Linked DNA regions of Oryzias latipes: region 1 is linked to region 2. Evidence: chromatin contacts called from public Hi-C data. All regions are on one chromosome and are shown on one strand. Each heading gives the region's core, a stretch centred on a gene start, on an enhancer-like site or on the middle of the called end of the contact. The rest is flanking DNA. Distances are from core to core; before and after follow the strand shown. Region 1 holds the start of pwwp2b (PWWP domain-containing protein 2B). Region 2 holds the start of tmem254 (transmembrane protein 254).

Evidence for each region. A called contact is a pair of places that touch in the nucleus more often than the background predicts.
Region 1: a contact with region 2 is called in a Hi-C map of embryo, with 2.8 times the contacts expected there. The contact joins the promoter of pwwp2b here to the promoter of tmem254 in region 2. A contact is called at or near these places in 2 of 5 Hi-C or Micro-C datasets (embryo and fibroblasts).

What each region holds. Positions count from the first base shown.
Region 1 is chr15:1,985,867-1,992,060 of ASM223467v1, reverse strand. pwwp2b (PWWP domain-containing protein 2B) reads right to left here and starts at 2,323. Exons shown (of 3, transcript XM_011484011.3): 1 at 1,577-2,323. The coding sequence starts at 1,716.
Region 2 is chr15:1,848,434-1,854,194 of ASM223467v1, reverse strand. tmem254 (transmembrane protein 254) reads right to left here and starts at 2,720. Exons shown (of 4, transcript XM_004076864.4): 1 at 2,564-2,720; 2 at 423-526. The coding sequence starts at 2,650. LOC101155136 (homeobox protein Mix.2-like) reads right to left here and starts at 5,633. Exons shown (of 2, transcript XM_023963469.1): 1 at 5,433-5,633; 2 at 4,009-4,900. The coding sequence starts at 5,633. The coding sequence ends at 4,208.

The sequences.
Region 1 (6,194 bases), core at 1,074-3,573, 140 kb before region 2:
ATCTTTTTACCTGAGGCTGCAAACACAGAGATCTTGAACCCCATTAATTATTTCCTCTCATTTTTATCTTTCATCTTAAGAAACATCAAACAAAGCCTGAACTTGGCAGCTGTCCTTTCTGAAGTGGATGATGGGGAAAAGAAAGGTAGCAGAGCAGCTTTATCCAAAAAACAGCAGACAAAGATGTCCAGGATCACCCCCCACCACCACCACCAACATCTGACTGAACAAAAACAATCCCATGATTCACTTGGGATTCAGAGATGCAGCCTTGAGACTTCAGTTTGTTTTTGCATCCGTGTGCGGTGAGATTATTAATTAGTTCACATGTGGGGAACCCGTGTTTGGGCCTCATGGGAAGTAGCTGGCAGGGAGCTGTGCACGGCTGCACGTTGGCGAGGCCTGTTCCTCATACCTTTTCATAGGTGTCTCTAGAGCAGCAGAGAACAGACAGAGCTGCCTGTGACAGGGAACAGACAGTCCCTGTTAGGCAGTACAAGGACGCACAACATGACAGGCCATGCTTGACTGTGCTGTAGCCATTTTATATTGTGTAACTTCGTGGTGGAGATTATCTTGAGCTGAAGATATGACCTAAAAAGCATGATCAACAATGACAGGAAACAAATTTGCCAGAACAGAAAAGGAAGAAGTGTTCACATTTTCAGAGACGAGGCCTGGCAACTATTTTAAGGCCTCCCTGTTCCCATTTAGGAGGGTTATTCTCGGGGCAGCTTGGCTTCCTGCACTAGGAAGAGAGGGGAGCTGCACATCTTTTGATACTGGCTTTGTATTCAACCTTTAAGATCAGTGCCTGTTTTGATACAAAATCCTCACAGCAACACATAGTTCGTGAGGATCAGTTAAACTTCTGGGTTTCTGTCATTTCATTAAGGCTTTGCCTCATTGTGACATTTTTTTGGTCATAAAAACAGCCCACCGTGTTCTTTACCCAGTATCAAATAGTTTTAGATGAGAACATTATAATATTATGTATTAAAAAGGTCTCAATTATTGTACATTTCTATTGTTTCAACAGATTAAGCAGTAACCAATCTCAAATAATAAGCACCATGAAGATATATTTCTTAGTTTCTTAGACAGCTTTAACAGAAGTGCGTGTGTGTATGATATACATGTAAATGTCATCTACCTTAGATAATGATGCTTTCAGCCAAGGCCTTCTTTTACTTTAATCGTTTTAGCTTCTCTGGGTTTGATTAGGCTAACAATAAGCTACAGATGAAGCCTCTAACTGCAGCTATGGAACAATAAAAGTCATTTACAATTTCTACAAACTCGGCTGCTTTTGTGTCAACGCGTGTTTTCATCGACGAAATAAATCCGATTTATCTGGCAAATCGTGGAGTAAAATGATAGGAGTTTTGATTAGCCATGAAGCTAACCCGTAGCCACCTTGTCAGCTTCAATAACCTGTCTTTTTGAAGGCCAGGCTAACTGCTAGCCAGCTAACGAGTTAGCCTGGCGTTAGCTCCGTGGGTATGTTAGCTGTTAGCATCATTTTCCAAATTCATTTCGTGGGGGGAAATGAAGAAAAAACAGGGAAAATGCTCACTTTTTGTTGGAATCCAGTAATATTCCTGTGTAGTTCCTTTCTTGGTAGGTCAGCGTCACAACCAGTGTATCGTTAAGCATGTGATCGATAGTGACTGGTACCCGAGAGCCGGCCCGCAGCTCCTCGGCCACAGCCTCCATGTTTCCCGGGATGAATTGTCCGGCCTGGCGGTACTCGATCCCGGCCAACGGAGCCACGGTCACCTCGGCCTGCGCTCCGTCTCGCTTCACTATCGGAGCAGGAGGCTACAGCAGGGCAGATCGTGACGCCATCACCCCCACCGAGTGAATTACAACAGCGCTGCCGCCGCTGACATCACGCTCTGAGAGGCACAGGAGCGAGAGCCTCAAGACAAGGCCGACCCTTCCTCCGTGTCACTGCGGCGGCTCGTGCCGGCCATTACCGCCGACTGACTCAGACAGCGGAACGCGCTTTCCCCGCACTGTGTTCGCCACGCACCGCAGGAGGAGACGCCATCAACGATTTACTGTAGAAAGAACGACGACGCTTAGTTAGTGGGATGTGTTTACGGTCAAACCTACTGCTCTTCCTTCTGGACGTTTAGTTCACTCATAATTCAAAACATATGCAGTTCTCTATTTATTTAAGTGGATTTATTTTTTAACTTGTCCAACAGCTGAGCAAACAGATGACAGCTGAAGGCTTCTGGTGTTGAACATTTATAATTTGCAATTCTCAGTTGGAAATTCAATTTTCAATTTTATCATGAACATTTCACTGGAGTCTTTTATTTTGTGTTCCTTCAATCTACCAAAGTACAATAAAATAAACCCTGGCTTTCAACATCCCAGGCTCAACGGCCCGTGGACTCATAGGTTCTTCATTACTTCTGGAGACACAATGATCCTTTTAGGATCTAACTGTTCCCCTTATAGTTCATGTTAAAATGAAGCCATCGAGGAGGAAAATGGAGAGAAAAGGTCACAAAATTAGACTTTTTTTTTTTTTTTAGAATTGTTGGTTAAAGTTGTGTATTTGATAACCATTTAGAAGCACAAGTGTCACCAGCCAGACATGCAGGTGTTTGGAAGAAAACTCTTTGCTTCTGCGTGGACATTGATGGTTCCACACTCCCCTCCTGTCCTCTCAGAGCAGAAGGGCCAGTGTGGATGGTGAGTTAGGTACGTTAGGGACTCATGATGGCTCTGATCTCCTCCACATCCCTCAGCTCAGCCTACATCCGGTCCACACAGACCTGCTCCACATTCTGGGTTCATCTAGGAAAGGTCAAGATCTAGAATCTCTGCTCAAGAATCAGAGTTGGGAGGTTTTCTTCAGGCTATTTGCTGTCTCAGGATCGATTGACCGATTGTTCAGCTTGACTGTTCTAAATTAGGTGAGGTCTGCTTTCATGGGTGTGAAAAGAAAGTTTGTGCTGGACCAGGCTGTGCCAGACCAGGCCGTGCCGGACCAGGTCGTGCTGGACCAGGCTGTTTAAAGATGTTTTTGGGAAGAACAAAGGAACCCGCTAATAATCTGATAGTTGTACAGATTCTCTTTGTCCACTAGATGCTGCTGGCTGTACATCTACACCAGCTTGGGTCATTCTTGTAAGAAAACACAGCACGGCTTTGGAAGTAAACTTTTGCTCATGACAATGTCACCTGGAAAGCTCTTTTAATGCACCAAGTCAATGTGCAGTCAGACTCAGGGACTGCTGGGACGATGGTGCAGCTCACCTGTCAAACATCCGTCTGTGCTCTGAACCATTGTAGTTCTGCAAACCGGGGTTTGAATGTCCTTCTCGAGCACAGAAGACAAAGGGATGACAATATTCAGGTCCTGGTTGCACAGCTGCTGCACACACAGAAGGACTCTTGCACGCATCCTCTGAAGCTGCAGTCACAGCTTCACGATTACTCTGGGATGTTTGCTGTGCTTTTTGGATGTGCTTTGACTGCTGCTGCAGAGGCTCATCATTAAGGCTAGTTGATGACGATCCATTGCACTTGACTCACTTTGTGGCATTTTCAGGTCATTTCATCCCCTTTACAGCATGTAGAGAAGTGGTTTGTGCTGCCCCCTGGTGGCTGGTAGTCTCACCGTAGATAAAGCAGATGAATGACTGAGTACCTCTGGCTTCATTCTTCTTTTCTGCTTTTTTTTTTTTTTAGCACAGACATTCTCTCCTCCTGTGTGATTTTAGCCTGTAGAGCCTATCCAGCCCAATGATGGATGTGTGACAGAGAAGCAGTTTCTGGGCTAAATGGTAGTGAGGACAATGATTGTTCCTGCTGTGTTTACACCACAGGCCTGATAACAACCAGCATTGATCTCTTATCTTGGCCAGTTCAGCACCGTGATGTCTGCTTTCTGAATCAACATGCAGACTTTCTGGTGACGGCGTCCTTTGGCACAGGCCAAATCTAATTTATTGGTTCAGAAACAGCAGTACAGAGACTGAAGGATGTCTAATATGAGATGAAATTGAGGCTGGAAACAGCTTACTCTCTCATCTCCAGCAGCAGAAGAGCCTGTTTGTCTCTCAGGCCGGTCGCTGCAGCCTTCCTCCTCTCCCCAGGCCGTTGTGTGCAACGAGCGTCAAACAGACTTTTTTATCATGTGTGCTGTCTTTCTGAGGATCTGGTTAGGCAAGTGTCATGTTTGCAGATATTCTGCCCTCGCTGCTGCAGAGCTCATGTTATCTACCGTCTCTTGGATTCAAGATTCTGCAGACTTCTGGGTAGAAAACATTGCTTCAGAAGGAAAATTGATTTTTGGAAGCAGATATTTACTCCTGGAATAACTTCAGTACAAGAAAACAGATCTCTATATAGTCTTGACAAGAGAATGTGCTCAAATTTTTTTTCCCTTCTTTTTAAATTCAGTAAATTCTTGACTTACATGAAATTTTGATTTGGTGTTTTCATCAAATGACACGGCGTTGATCAGCAGTGGAGTGCTCAGAGGTGTTTTGATGTCCTGAGATGTTTCTGCTATGCTCGTTCCTGTCTGGGTCTCTTGGAGATGGGAACCATGATGTCTATTCAGCTTCAGTTTTATTTGTAGAGCCCAGTTTTGCCACACAGTTTTATTAGCGGGGTTCTCAAAACATAAAATCAGTTATAAAATACGATAGCTGATTGTTAAACTAAACAGATTAACTAAGGTGGACATCCCTGCCTTTAGACACTCCTTCACGGTAAGGAAAAGTTCCTCTTAAAAAAAAAAAAAACAGATTCCGGAAAGAAACGAAGAAACCTCAGGGGTGTCCACATGAAGGGGGGGATCCTCCCCCAGGACGGAAAGGCGATGTACCCCTACTCTTGGAGCAGAATTAACTTATCTAACTCTACAACTACATATTTAAATAGTCCAGCAGATGAGCTTCATCCAGATGAGTTGGGGGACAGCGAGGGGGGGTCCACAACCAAGAGTAGGAGCAGAGAGGAAGTACACGGCCATGTAGAGGGGTACAGACGAGCCAGCTGGAATCTGGAATCATTTTCATGTTTTCTTTATGAAAAAAAGGACTATTACGAGATTTAATGTCATAAATTGAAGTGGAAGTGAGAGCAGTGCAGCAGCAGGTGAACGCCGCGCAGCAGCAGGTGAACGCCTCGCAGCAGCAGGTGAACGCCTCGCAGCAGCAGGTGAACGCCTCGCAGCAGCAGGTGAACGCCTCGCAGCAGCAGGTGAACGCCTCCACGTCCCGTTTTTGTTCCGGCGGTGGTCCCGGATGCACCACATCCCCTTCCAGTGGTGGTCCCGGATGCACCCCAGCCCCGTCCTGTTCCGGAGGTGGTCCTGGATGCACCCCGACCCGTCCATGCTCCCAGGGGGATGCTGGCTACACCCCGACCGGTCCCCGCTTCCATTGGCATGCCTGACCCTCCAGCCGGCTCCACGCCTGACCCACCAGAGCTCGTCTCCGCGACTGACCCGCCAGAGCTCGGCTCCACGCCTGACCCGCCAGAGCTCTACTGCTGGCCCGACCCGCCGGCCGACTGCTGGCCTGGCCCGCCGGCCGATTTCACGCCTGACTCCACGCCTGACTCCACGCCTGATTCCACGCCTGACGCCTCGGAGGACTCCACGCCTGACGCCTCGGAGGACTCCATGCCGGGCCTGCCTCGCAGGACCGCTCGGCCTCCCGGCCGTCCTCCGGACTCTTCTCGGCCTTGCTGGCGTGCCGAGCCCGGCCTCCCTGAACTTCATTGTCTGTCACAGTTAGTGTCACGGGCCCCCCTCCCCCTCCTTGGTGGCCGGTTGGAACCTCGGAGCGGTTCCTTGAGGGGGGGGGGGGGGGGGGGGTACTGTCATGGTTTGAATTTGTTTTGTCTTGGTTTTTGCTTTTGTTCTTGTTCTGTCTTGTTTGGTTCTGTTTCCTGTTTTATTTTAAACCTCTAGTACTGAACCCGTTGGCCTCCCGTCTCTGCCTCTGGGTCCTACCGGCTCTCGAGCCCCCCCCTCACCGTGACAGAAACTCCGCTTTACCGACGCGGAACCCTGGACAGCCGGCTCCACTGACAATAATCTGGTTTTGAGTCACCAGAAGGTTCAGAATTTCTGTTTTTGAAAGCTATCCAGAAATAAAGCTGCAGACTTACTTATGACTTTTTAACTTTAAAATTGGAATACAAAAAATTTATTTGTT
Region 2 (5,761 bases), core at 1,471-3,970:
TTTGTTCCCGCTCCGACACCCCCACCCCTTACTCATCTCAGCTGAACTCTGGACTTGGACCGAACCATTACAAAACCTGGATTCTTCTCTGGTGTCAATGTGGTCTAAAGGATCGTGGCGTCGATGCACGACCCACTTCATGACTAACCTCACATTTACCATGAATGCATGAGCGCTGTAGAGGAGGCCAAATCACCACAACACCTCCACTGTGCTTCACTGCCTATGCAGGGGGTTGGTGCTGAAATGCTCCATTAGATTTTTGCTAGTCGGGGGTTTAGGAATAAGGACATCCGCCCAATCTGATAAAGCCAACCTGCTAAAAATATGCAGATTCAGGACAGAAAATTCTCGATCTGCCAGTCACATGCCATCCTGCCACACTCGCCACACTGACAGCAGCCATGCGGGGCGGCACTCACCCTTTATGCATCAGCCCCGCATAGTTATCCACCAGGTGTCTGCAGAAGCTGCCAAACACTCCCAGAGACTGGAGCGGAATCTTTTCTGGAGCAAACACCATCAACTGCAAACGACAACAGTAGTTCAGCGTTATTCAACATGAACGGCAGCTGTGGCGAGTTTCACCTCCACAGGCAGGTTCAGAGGAAGATGGGCTGTTATTAACCCCTGACAGTTCCATGACTGTCCACTAGGACTCCCTGTTATTAACCCCTGACAGTTCCATGACTGTCCACTAGGACTCCCACGCAGAAAAACGTCCTCAGGATCCAATAAATCCTGTGGATCCGTGCAGAATGAGGCTGTGAAGGAATTCTGTCATGCTTTGAAATCAGGCGGCAGCAGCTGATTGTGCTTCCAAAGACATCCTTGTTGTGAGGAAGGAAATGAAAATGTGTGGTTTGAAGGACCGGTTCTGCTCCTGACCGGGTCATGACTCATCTTTGGTCACATGAACATGAAGCCATCATTTCAGCTTTTCTTCAGAGCTCTTTTTTTTTTGCACACAAACGGATACCTGCTGCTCCATTTGAGGGTCGCTTTGGTTTGGTTTCCGTCCAGAACCGAGCCTCAAAATAATCAGAGAGATACCGACGCCTTGCACCTCTGGCGTGAAAAGAAACTTAAATGCTGTTCCACATTCATGCACAAAAAAATACGACAAAACCAAAGGAAAAGCGGATAAAGCTTCAAGAAACTAAAATATGAAAAAAGCAGCCAGACATTTAGAACAAAGAAAGCAGTAAAGCTGAGGGTGGATGCAGCTGCCTGCAGGGGGCTTTTGGGTGTTTGATTCTTTTTCTAACCCTTGTGCTATCTTGTGGGGTCAAGATGACCCCACTCCCAACGTTAATGTATGGGAGTTGGGTCATCTAGACCCACTAAACAGTGCTCTGAACCTTTTTTCTTCACTGATTTGTGATCTTCACTGGTGTCCATGGATTACATGAAATCTTTCCACCTTTATCCACCTTTGTCATGGTAGGGAGAACACGTCAATGGAAGGGGGGGTCATTTTGACCCCCATAAGATAGCACAAAGGTTAAAACAGCTGAAGAATCTTCTGCCAACACCAAACTGCTGCTGCTTTGGACTCTCCAAGAGGGGGATTGTGGGCCGCTTGTGCGCTGATCCAAGTCCAGCTGTTCTAGGACTTGAAGCTGGTGTTTGGAGCCAACCCCGGGACCCCCCCCCCCAACCCGAAGACTGGGACATTACTGAAGAAGACTACAGAAGACTGTTCTCCCCGTCAGCAGTTGGTCGACACCACCAGAGACATTTTTGCTTTTCGCCGACATTTTTTTTGCTTCCATGAAGACCCCCCCCCCAAACACATTCTTATTCCTGCTGTTGGGACTTTCTGCAGCCCACTTTGCTGACGGGAGCAGAGCGGGACTCTGACCTCCGGCTCAGATAAGCTGCGGTAATGACCTCGGTGGCTGAAGGTCAAACCAAAAGCTAACTCCTACGCCGCGTTTTAGCCTTAGACGGTTTTCACAAGCTACAAATTCATAATTTGATTTTTTTGTTGAACCCTACTTACTAACAGGACCATGACTTTCCTAAATATGTGTGCATTATTTCACTGTAACATAATGATTTCCGTTTCAAAACAGAGATCTGAGCATAACTACCTAAATAACCAGCAGTAGGGGGTTTCATATTTCAGTATTTGCTCCATTTTCCTGATCTTCTCCGTTTCTTTATGCTCCCTGAAGCTAAAACCTGCTTATGTTCATTCTAACCCAATGCAGACAAACGACACAATGACAGCAGCATTATGATGAATAATAAATGAACTATTATTCCTGCTGTCATGTTGTGGTGACGGTGGAACATTCTGTTACTACAGTTTACTGTCCTGATGAGTTTTAAATACTTTCTGACATACTTCCTACAAACTCTTAGGTTTTTTCAATCCAATCTAAATGATGATACAGTCACTGCCGGGACGTACGTGTATCATACAGACGTATGTCCCGGCAGAGACTGCTCTGTGGTCCTTTAGTTGTGGAATAAGACCGACCGGGTCGGAACTTTACGACATTCCTCTCGACCCAAGCAGAGACCAGAGCCGAACCAGAGCCGAACCAGAACTCACAGTGAAATACGCGACGGACAGCGAGACGGTGACCATCCAGAACAGGCTGGTTCTCCTGAAAAAGGCGCTTCCGTCGGCTCCCGCCATCGCTGCTCGCGCCGGTGCCTCCGCCAAATGTGACCGTGCGGGCACAGCGGAAGGACGGAACCATGCGGCCCGACCCCGAGGCGAAGAGGGGAGGTTCCGGTCCGTTCCTCACCGGGAGGCTGGTGTGAGCTCTCCCGACAGCGAGGTTGACGAACGACTCCTCTGCTGCGGTTTTCATTAAACATACGACTTCCCGTGAAGAGTGTCGCTCATATAATAACAGGGAAAAACTCACAAATGCCTTAAAATCAAAGAGAAACCAGAAACTACAGAAACATGTAAACTATCATCCTATGCCATACAATCAAACAGAAAGTCTAGTCAAGTTTTTCGAAGCAGAAATAAAAAATACAGAACAAATTATTTAAAATTAAGTTGAGTAATTTATTAAAAAATATCAAAACTATTGTTATTTTGAATTGTTTTTTGCCTTTTTTTATTTTGTTTTTTCTGTATGCGCATTTCTAACGTTTGTTCACCCTAACTTGGTTTGTATATGAGCATTTAAAAGAAAACGACACACACGAAGGACCTATTGCTATTGTTTGGTTTTATATGTGTGTTTGATATTTGCAATTGTTTCTTTATTGTATAACTGAATGTGAATTTCTGTAAATTGAAAAATGTGCACTAAAGTTTAGTGGAAAAAATTGTTTAAAATTCCAGCTATACCCAAAAACAAAAGAAATACATTATAACATTTTTAACTAGATATATCCATCTAACTACTTAGGAGATTCCATGTGGAATATGACAGTTGTCCTTCTTTCTGTGACTCCCACATGGAAACTACCAGACGTCTTCTCTTTCATTGTTCGTCCTCTGGAAACATCTGTCCTGAATTCCAACTACAGATCAAGCGGACTTTGGACAACGTCCTCCTCACACACAGACTGTGCCTTAAACAATGTATGGTTATGTCCATTTTTGTTATTCGGGTTTCAAAATGGAAAGAAAAATACAGCCTAACTTCATTATATTTAGAAAATTATTTAAATGTTTTAATGTAACACCTGAAGTGGCTGATCTCCAACCTCTTTTCCTGAAACTGAGATTGTTAAAATAAAGGTTTCTGTGACTTTAAGGAAACTCAAAAGATGAAGAAAAAAATCCTTATTTCCTTCTTGGAATCTGGCATTTCTTTAAAGTGACCCTGAAGACTTTAGCTGTAGTTAGATCACAGTCCTTCCTTAGCATCTGGGTTGTACAGGTCTTTGTTCGTTTGCTATTCTTGAATCTGGAAAGTTCTCTGGAAAGAGCTGCGTTTTATGTTTTATGCTTCATTTGAAGCTTTTCAGAATCCTGTTTGTTGGACTGATCGGCTGCAAAAACAATGTGGTTGAGCATCTGCAGTAAACTCTTGAATGTAAAAAGAAACCGATATTATAACACATCCACTTTTATTTGCAGAAATCATAAATAGACTTAAATAATCAGAAGATGAATAAATACAAAGGGGGGGGGCAGTGATTGATTGATTGATTGATTGATTGATTGATTGATTGATTGGGATTCCTCAGGCAGACGTTCTCTTAAACTACAGTACATCCCTCAGCCTCAGGAAGAGGCTTGGTCTCCCACAGTGCACCCCTCCAGTCCTTCACCCCCCAGCCAGCTCTCATTCAGCTCCCACAGGATCTCCTGCAGCGAAAGCACCGGCAGGGGGGCGTGCTGGACTGCTGCTGGATCTCTGCTGTCCTCCAGAGCAGCCCTGCTGCAGGATTCCTCCAGCTGGCTGAACGGACCCCCGGTTGGTGGGCTGTTCTCCAAGCAGGCGTCCCAGTATCCAGAGTCGGGCGTGTCTGGGATGGAGGAGTGGGGCGTGGAGGGGGTCGCATACGTCTGCGGCTCTCCCGTGAACATCAATGCTTGCTGCATGGAACTGAAGCTGCTCATCTGCAAAGGTTTTCCCCATGGGGGGGAGGCCGGGCCGCTCGGACTGCCAGGCCAGTAGCCCCCCAGAGGAGAGCTGGTGTCCAGATGCCCCCCCTGCTGATGCCCAAACAGGGAACTGAAGTGTGCGTGCTCCTGGGCGTTGGCATAAGCAGCAGGACACTGCCCATAATAGCTGCCCTCCTCCACCTCCTGCTTCACTCGGGACGGGTAGGCCGGTGGGGGGTCGTGAGGTCGAAGTGCCCCCGCCCTGGCAGCGGCGTGGAAAGAGTTGTGCCCCGGACTGTCAGACTGCCACAGAGCTTTCTTGGCTCCTTTACACTTCAGCGTGCGAGCTCTTCGGTTCTGGAACCACACCTGAACAGGAAGAACAGAAGAAACTTCCTGTCAATCACTGGCTGCTTAATCAGGCTCGGGGGGGGGGGGCAAGTCCAGTGCATGTCAGCTTTTAGAGCTGCTGGCTCTGTTTACCCACCCAAAAAACAAGACCCTGATAAAAAGCGCTTGTGTCATCTGTGCAGATAAAGGCGTGAAGCGCTCCACAGATTAGAGTATCTGCTGCTGAATGCAGGATGCATTTGAACACAAAGACTTCTGATGATAACCAAGCAAACATCTTACAACAGAGGCCAGTCGTATGTTTCCACATGCAGTTGCTCCTTGTGCTCGTGCTTGCAGGCATGTGTGTGTTTGCTGGGAACCATTCATTTCAAAATAACTGTTAATCCTGAAAGGGACACTGGAAAATGAAGTAACCGACTTCTTAACACTGTTCAGAGTTTCCGCTGCTGGCAGGAAGGATTTCACTGAATGCTAAACTATGTTGCATTCATTTTCCTTTCCATCTCGTCTCAAAAATAAAGCAGAACCTCTGTGAAACAGCAGGTACCTGAATGCGGGACTCTGGCAGGCCCGTGGTCTGGGACAAGCTCTCTCTGAGGCTGATTCCCGGGTACGGGTCGGTCTCAAACGTGGCTCTCAGGAGCTCCACGTGCTCCTTGGAGAAGCTGGTCCTCTTCCTGCGGCTGGCGCTGCGAGAGGTGCCGCCACCGGAGGCCGCAGATCTGGCGTCGTCTGAGGAACACAGAGATGGGGGTCAACACACGTGACGGGTTTAAAACGTGAAGCTGTCAGGTATGTACACAGATCCACCAAACAGCAAATGCCATTAATTCAATGCGCAGATAAAGAATGAGCTTCTCTTTCTAAAGTGGTTCT